2 separate regions of the Cricetulus griseus genome follow, and region 2 is linked to region 1. Evidence: chromatin contacts called from public Hi-C data. All regions are on one chromosome and are shown on one strand. The core of a region is the stretch at or near the end of the contact, and the rest is flanking DNA. Distances in the headings are between cores, read along the strand shown. Region 1 overlaps Dhrs3 (short-chain dehydrogenase/reductase 3). Region 2 holds the start of Dhrs3 (short-chain dehydrogenase/reductase 3).

The links. A called contact is a pair of places that touch in the nucleus more often than the background predicts.
Region 2: a Hi-C map of the CHO-K1 cell line shows a contact between it and region 1, with 2.4 times the contacts expected there. The contact joins the promoter of Dhrs3 here to the enhancer-like site in region 1. A contact is called at or near these places in 4 of 8 Hi-C or Micro-C datasets (the CHO-K1 cell line, fibroblasts and liver).

The regions. Positions count from the first base shown.
Region 1 is chr2:9,032,301-9,036,238 of CriGri-PICRH-1.0, reverse strand. Dhrs3 (short-chain dehydrogenase/reductase 3) reads left to right here. Exons shown (of 6, transcript XM_027398149.2): 5 at 3,332-3,457. Among named protein-coding and RNA genes, the nearest start is that of Dhrs3, 33 kb to the left of the region's middle. Within about 2 kb of position 2,283, at least 2 of the 6 cell types and tissues checked have open chromatin away from gene starts, as enhancers often do. A contact at or near this core is called in the CHO-K1 cell line and fibroblasts, where this site is marked.
Region 2 is chr2:9,065,004-9,068,941 of CriGri-PICRH-1.0, reverse strand. Dhrs3 (short-chain dehydrogenase/reductase 3) reads left to right here and starts at 1,913. Exons shown (of 6, transcript XM_027398149.2): 1 at 1,913-3,157. The coding sequence starts at 2,963.

The DNA.
Region 1 (3,938 bases), core at 1,034-3,533:
AGGTGTGAACCTTTTATAGAGCCAGGACTGGTGAGGAGGCTCAGTGGGTAAAGGTGCTGTCTACCAAGCCTGACAGTCTGCGTGTGATCCATGGGCCCCACATGGGGGAAGGAGAAAACTGACTCCAGCAAGCTGTCCTCTGACTGCCACAGGCGTTCTGTGACACATGGGCACACAGTGTGTACACACGCACACATCACACATAGGCACAAACACACACACACAAGTATTTTTTAAATTAATAAATACAAATTATAGCCCCCATGTGAAGAAACCCCAAAGTCCACTACTCAAGCTACTTACAGACCCATCTTGTGTAGAAGAATGTGACCTCGGCTTAATGTTCAGGTTTGAATGCCAAGACCTGGGGTGGCATCTTCCTATGGCTGTCATGTGCTGTGTGATGCCAAGCTTCACTGCCAGTTTATAAAATCACAAGCAATAAATGGCATTGATGGGGAACACGTGTCACGACACATTACACACCCAATTTAAGGGAACATTTGTTTACTTCTTGGAGTTGTGCTTTGCTCATCCATAAAATGGATAGGAATGGTATTTACCAGATAGATTGCAGGTAAAATGAGGACTAATAATGAATGCAGCATACCGAGTACAAACCCTAGGGCACACAAATTGCTCATAACAGAGACGCTTCCCCTGTTGTTTTATTTTTTTTATTTTATTTTATTTTATTTTTTTTGAGACAGGATCTCATCTGTAACCCAGGGTGGCCTTCTATTCATGGTGATCTCTGGCCTCAGCCCCTTGAGTGTTTGGCGTTAGAACAGTGCACCACTACTCCTGGCTGTTATTTTCTACCAAGAATAAATATGGTCTTAATGAGTTTTCCTAGAAGACAGTCTCTTTAGAGTTTATCCAGAAGCAGATATTTCTACCTGACTTACTAACAAACTATCATACATTCTCAATTTCAAGGAGGTTATACTCAAGACTATCCAGATGTCCTGGGATCAAATCCTAGTTCTGTGTAGCCTCCAGCAGGTGACTTGACTTTTCTGTGCCTCAGTTTCCCTGTTTATATATTTAAAAGTGATTGCTAATAGCACCTTCTACTTCACAAGTTGGGGGAGAACCTGTGTGGGAATTGACTGGCTATGACTGCTTTGTGAGCCCTGAGTGGATGCCAGCTACCTATAGCTGTGCAGGTGAGAGCCAAGGGCTTGACCAGAAGAGCTATGCTTAACCAGCTCCTATTTATTGAAAGAAAAAGGAAGAAAGAAAAGCCTTGGTTTTGCTCTGCAGCCATCTTAGCAATTTCCCTGGTGATCAGGTTAGGACCGACAGGTGGACATCCAGCAAGACTGGCTGTGTCCGAGGGTGCCACCGTTCTCTTTTACTGACTTATTCTGTATTCCAGCCACACTAGACACTTCCTTTCCAATACACAGTTGTTGTCTTTGGCCCTCCCAGCAGCCTGGCAAATGAGCTATAAACCCATTTCACAGATAGAGGAACTGTATGAGTGTCTATATGAGACAACACAGCTAGAATTGGGCCAGCTGAGCAGGCTTCTCTAGTCACTTCCCAGTGTCCTTTGTTGTCATCCTACCCACTATGGAGAGGAAGGGGGAAATTTTAACAGGTTTGAGGCCTCTCCATCAGGTCCTTCTGCAAGGGTCTTACCTGGAAGGGTCCCCTAAAGCCGGTATAGCTGGTTCTTGCTGTCCTGTCTCCTCCCTGCTAGAAGCAGTGCTGGACACAGGTGAAGGCTGGGGATTACAGATATGCCACCATGCCACTGGACTTGCAGTCAGTGAGCTACCTCAGCACGTGTCACTTTGAAAAACCCAAGGCCAACCCTCCTAGGCTACAGGTTCAGTATCTGAGAGTCACTATCTTGGTCTGGAAAAGACAACCTAGTCAGCAGAGTTTGATCTTCAGAACCCACGTTTATAAAAGTCCAGGCAAAGACAGTGTGCACCCCAGCACTGTGGAGGCAGAGACAGGCAAAGCCCTAGGGATTTGCTGACCAGTCAGGCTAGCCAAGTCGTGGAGCTCTAGGCCAATGAGAGACCCTGTTGTAAAAAGTCAAAGTGGAATGACATCCTGAGGAATGACACTGACGGCTGACCTCTGCCTTCCACACGTGGACATATTATGTACCTGCACACACATAGACACTTGTGCACAAACACACATTTGCACACACACAAACAAACCAAAGTTGCATTTGTCACATAACTGAGGAGGTATAGGAAAGGCAGCAGTCAGTGAGCCCAAGGCCGCCCCTTGCTCAGGAATGGCTGATGACTCATCACTCATAATCTTACTGGTACCACAGTGACTCATAAGGCCTTTGAGAGACAGGGGTCAGGGCCGGCAGCACATGCCCTGTACCTTCAGACTGGGGAAAGCAGAAAGAGCCAGAACAGAGTCACTGGAGTAGTGCCAGGGGCTCACAGGTTTGCCCCTGCTTCATGGTTTCCGTATCCATAAATTGGAGAGAATATTTGTGCATGGGCCCGATACTTAGGGAACACAGTGGGTGCACAGGTCTGGGGTCAGATTCCTCTGAACAGGCATGGGAAGCCCCTGTTTGACTGCATGTTCATCTGGAAGTCCCATGGAAAGCCACTTTGTGTTTGACTGACCGGCTAGGGAGCCAGCAGACTGAGGACCTCCCAATCAGAAAGGCCCAGTAGAGGAGCGGGGCGAGATGACAAAGTATTTATTGAGTTTCTGCTGTGTATCAGGTCCTACTAGATGCTGAGGATGCAACAGGGAGTGAGAGTCACTGGGCCTCCACCCTCAGGGGACTCATAACCTGATGGAGGAGACAGGCCCTTGTCAAGGAACAACCTGACAAGCAAGGTCATTCTAGATGCAGTTGTGGTTGTGGTTAAGGCAACTAGAAAGGAAGAGGTAAGATCAGAGGTCACCCAGCGGTGAGGGAGGCGGAGCAGTCTCTCAGGGGAGGACCTAGGAGACCTGAGAGCAGTCTATGGGAATGGCTGATGAGGAAAGATTGCAGAGTAAGAAAGCTGAGGGCTGGCCCATGCTTTAAAATGTGGAGGGTGTTCAATGTGAGTCCCAGGAGCCCTGCAGGACTTTGGAGAGTGAATCTGGCAGGGTAAACTAATTCCTTGATTCTGTCAGAGATGCCCCCTGCTGGTGGGCAGACTCCATTCATGTGGTGGGGCAGGATCCAGGAACTCTTAACAGGCATGGACTGGGAGAGAATCCCACAGCCTCGAGTCCCTCACACAGAAGAGCCAAAGTGATGCCCTCAGAAACACTAGCCACTCACCAAGGTGCCCAGCAGAAAGGCCAACTTCTCCAGGAGAAACCAGTATTTTCCTGCCTCCAGGTTTCCCAACCTCTTCCCACCGCTGAAGCCAGAGACAGTAGCCCGGAGGACGGTGGAAGCTGTACAACAAAACCAGGCCCTCCTCCTGCTCCCATGGACCATGAATATCCTCGTCATCTTGAAAAGGTATGGGGGCGGGGGAGAGTTCTTCACCCAGGTTCAGGTCCAACTTTTTACTTGACTCCAGTGGGCCCTAGTGGACAAAAGGCGACAGGCAGGAGAAAGTGAATGTAAAATTGATTAGTCATGTCTGCACAGAGCAGGAGGTTGAGGAGTAGCACCTCTCTCTGACTGTACTGACCAGTAACGCAGACTTGTTGGTCTAAGGCTCTCTGTGAGGTTTGTTTTTATTTTTTCCTTATTTTTGAGGCAGAGCTCACTGTAGCTCAGGCTTATCTAGAACACACTATAAAACTTAGGCTGGCCTTGAACTTGGCAATTCTCCTGTTTCTCTAGTACTGGGATTATAAGTATGAGGATTATAAGTTTGAGGGATCCAAACAGCTCTTGCTTGTGTGAGTTTTATCTATCACTGCTTACTGCATTAGAAATAAAAACTGAGAGGGGAAGTTAGATTTATGAATTAGTTTCTATTCACAATATTTTT
Region 2 (3,938 bases), core at 664-3,163, 33 kb before region 1:
GACCTCTGCCATGAAACAGAGAGCAAAGAGACTGTGATCTTTACAAGTCCTTAGCTTTACAAGGCTTGGGGTGTTAACCTTGCACGGAGAGAAAGCCCCAAGCAAAAAGATTTAGCCCCACCATGGTGCTGGGAACTGGAGTAGTTTGGAGGTGTAATGTCCCATGTTAGTCACTAGGAGGCTCCAAGGATAATAGATGAGGGTAGAAGCTATGCAGCCTGTTGGGGTCTCCCCCGCTCGAGTTTTCTACATAGACCTGAGCAAGTGCTGGGCACCAAGAGTCTGGCTCTCTGCTGCTGGGATATCGTTCCTGTTGGAAGACGAGGTGACCCGGTCACTATGGTGGGATGGGATCTAATGAAGGCCATGGCCAGCCCTTCCGACAGGCCTTTAAAAAGAAGAATGGAGCCTGTCTGTAGTGAGTCTCTTCTCTGCAGTCCTTGGCCAAGCCTGTCCTCCACTTCGCCTGCCTTCTTGCCAGAGTGGGGTGGGGTGGGGTGGGAAGAGAAATTAGGTCTGGACCGATCCCTCCCTCCTGCGCTTCCTGGCTGGGTAACCTGGGAAATAGGATGACAAAGTCCCCAAGGCGAGGTCAGCCTGAGGGTGGAATGTCAGAACAGACAGGCAGGCAGGAGAGTGGCTCTCCTCCGTCCCTTTGGCTCCACCAGAAACTGGGAGTTCTCAGGCCTAGTTTCTCCCAGAACCACAGTAGTTGGCAACGAGGAGTTGACCCCCCCCCCCCCCCAAATCAGCACCTCTCTAAAGGACTTGCGCACACCCACCCAGGCGGGGAGTGTAAAAGCAGTTGGTTCCCTGTGCACCCAGGGCCTGCTGGATGAGTCTTTGGGGCTGAGGCCCAGGACTCCCAGCCTGAACACGTCCAGGGCTGGAAAAGGCTGCCCGGGATTACAGGGCCGGCTCTCTGGCTGTCTCTCCTTCTCCCGCCCAAGGATGTGCAGAGGGGGCGGGCGGCAAGTCTCATCAGCGCTTTTAACTGGGCCTGCTCTTCATGACTCACCTCCCAGACTTCCCGCAACAGGCAACCCTAAATAGCTGGGACCCACCCTCCCAACAGGGAGACGTTCTTGTAAGGGGTGGGTAAGAGGTTACTACGTGGGTACCCAACAAGGCAGCAGCGGGGGAAGGGGCACTCATACAGATGGGGGAACCGCACGAACTGAACAGGGGCGCAGGTTGAAGACGTGTTGTTTACAGGCTTTTCTTACTAAGGAAATTGCTGTCAGTCAAGGTAATTCTAGCCCAGATACGCAATAAATATGCTCCAAGCTAATCTTATGGGGATTTTATTGGCACCTGGGATCAGGGGTTACTTTTCCCTGCTCCCCTTTCTCTCAAAGCAAAATCCTGCTCCCAGAGGTCCCCCCCCCCCCGCCCCAATCTCCGCAACGTGGGAGACTCCACGTTCGTATAACTTCGAATGTACACTCCATGAAGGAAAAAAAGGGCCAGGCAAAGATGAAGCTTGACTTCCTGGCCCTACCTGGAGGCAGGGGGGGATGACCAAGTGACCTGAAATGAACCCTTGGCGACCCGGTTGCATCAAGACATGCGCGAGTTCCCCCTCGGCTTGCCCCGCACGCGCTCAGGGGTGGTCACCTGGCCCGAGCTGGGAGGAATATCTGATGGAGCAAGCCGGCTTGCCTGAGACGGTTCCAGCGTGTTCGAATTCCAGGGGGAGCCCTCGGGGACTAGGGCGGCAAGTCCCGGCTCGCAGAAATGAGAAGCCAGTCCCAGGAGAGTGCGAGTCGCAGCGAGACCGGGTGCGCGCCCAGGCGCGTGCCCCGCCACGGCGCAGGGGGAGGGGAAGTCGCTGCAGCCACTCAGAGGCATGGTAGTGAAGCCTCCCAACAACTTTAACTGTCAATCAGACTTAATGGGGTATTAAAAAAAAAAAAAAAAAAAGGGAGGGGGCGCCCTTTCGGTGGGTCCACGCCGCTCCTGCCCTGTGAACGAAGGAATACGGCGGTGCAGACGAGGGCGTCCTATCCACGCGTGCTTCACAAACCGGCCCCGTCCAAGTTGGAAAGGACAAAAAGAAGGCAATAAATGCTAAGGGGGAGAGAAGGAGAGAGAGAGGAAGCCAGATCGAGCGGCAACTCCCAGCCCGGGCTGCAAGAGAAGGAGGCGGGAGCGGGAGAGAGCGGGCGCGCGCGAGGGCGAGCCGTGCACGGGAAGAAACTGACACCCGGACCCCCCACTTCTCTTGCACGGTGCTGGCAATCAGATCGCGTTTAAGCAATTTCCTGAGCCCAAGAATAGCAATGAGTTGGGAGACTTTGGCGGACTGAAATTGGGAGCTGCAACCACTCCCCAGGTTTTGTGTGTGTGTGTGTGTGGTGTTTTTTATTTGTTTATTTTTGTTTTGTTTTGATTTTTCCTTTTCTGGAGGGGGCGCTACAATTGGGAAACTGCTTTTTGTTTGTTTTTTTAATCTTGCACTTTGAAACCGCGGACTGTAGCAGTGTGCGCTCTTGTGGTTGGTGCTTTTCTTCTTTTTTTTCCCCCCCTTCCCTTGCCTTGCCTAAACTCCTCTGTCGGTCTGTAAACATTACCTGTGAATCGCCCAGCCGAAACGGCTGTTGAGGCAAGAAACTTCTTGTTAGAACTTCCCAACCCGGCCTCCCCTCTACCCCTCTCACGGTCCCAATCTTCTGAGACGCTTTTTCCCCCTCCGCCGGAGCAGAGTTTATACCACCACCACCACCACCACCACCCCCCTTTTCCTCGCCCAGTGCTTTGCATCTGGAAAGAGGAGGTCAGTTCAAGAGTGGCCAGGTGGGACGCCTCTCTTTTTCCTTATTTATTTATTATTTGGGGGTATTTTCTTCCTTCCTTCCTTTTTTTTTTTTTTTTTTTTTTAATTCCTGTTTTGCTTAGTCCGGGGAGTTTCGTCCACCGCCTCCTACCTCCTCCCCCTGTGCCCGGCTCCGCCGCGCGGAGGATGGTGTGGAAATGGCTGGGCGCGCTGGTAGTGTTCCCCCTGCAAATGATCTATCTGGTGACCAAAGCAGCCGTGGGACTGGTGTTGCCCCCCAAGCTTCGGGACCTGTCCCGGGAGTCAGTCCTCATCACCGGCGGTGGGAGAGGCATCGGGCGCCACCTCGCTCGGGAGTTCGCAGAGCGTGGCGCCAGAAAGGTACGCGACGTGGGGGCGGGGTGGCACTGCGACACCTGGAAGTGGGCGCTGAGGGTGAGGGGACTCTGGCGCTCGCGCGTGCCGGGGGGGGGGATTGTTGGGAGGGGAGGGTTCTCCCACCTGCTGCGGCTGCGGAAACCAGAGCCAACAAGCTGAGAGTCTCGGGCCACCCCTTGCATCACCAGGGACTGCTAAACTAGCCGGCGTCAACCTTTGTAAATTTCCCGGGCACCCGAGTCTTTTTTTTTTTTTTTTTTTTTTTGGCAAGTCCTGAGCTGATCGGCTCCCCTGAGATTGGTATTTGGCTGGCTATTTACCCCCATCCACCCCCAGACTTAGGACACCCACCCATCCTTCCTCCTGACTTCATCTCTAAGGTGTTGTGCCCCCCACCCTCCCCCTCTTTGCGGGCACCACGCTGAGCGCGGGGTGTGCGCGCCCCTGGGTAGAGCTGGAAACCCTGACTGCTAGGTTGCGCTTGGTATTTTGCTTGGCAACTCGCTGCCGAGTCCAAACCTGGGCGGCTGCAGCTCGGCAGGGACGTGAGAAGGGGTGCTCGGCTTGGGTTTGAAGAAGGAGTTGACTTGGATGGTCTAGCCCGCCGGAAAGACTGGGAGGCCCAGGTGTTTAAAATCCGGAAAGAGAAGTGCGGGGGCAGCCAGCGCTGATAAAGAGCCCTTGTCCTCACCTTGAACCTTGATCCTCTGGCCCACCTCAGCAGAGGGGATCCCCCACTGGATTAGGAGGTGGCACTATGCCCCCACTGTCCACTGTCTCTCGC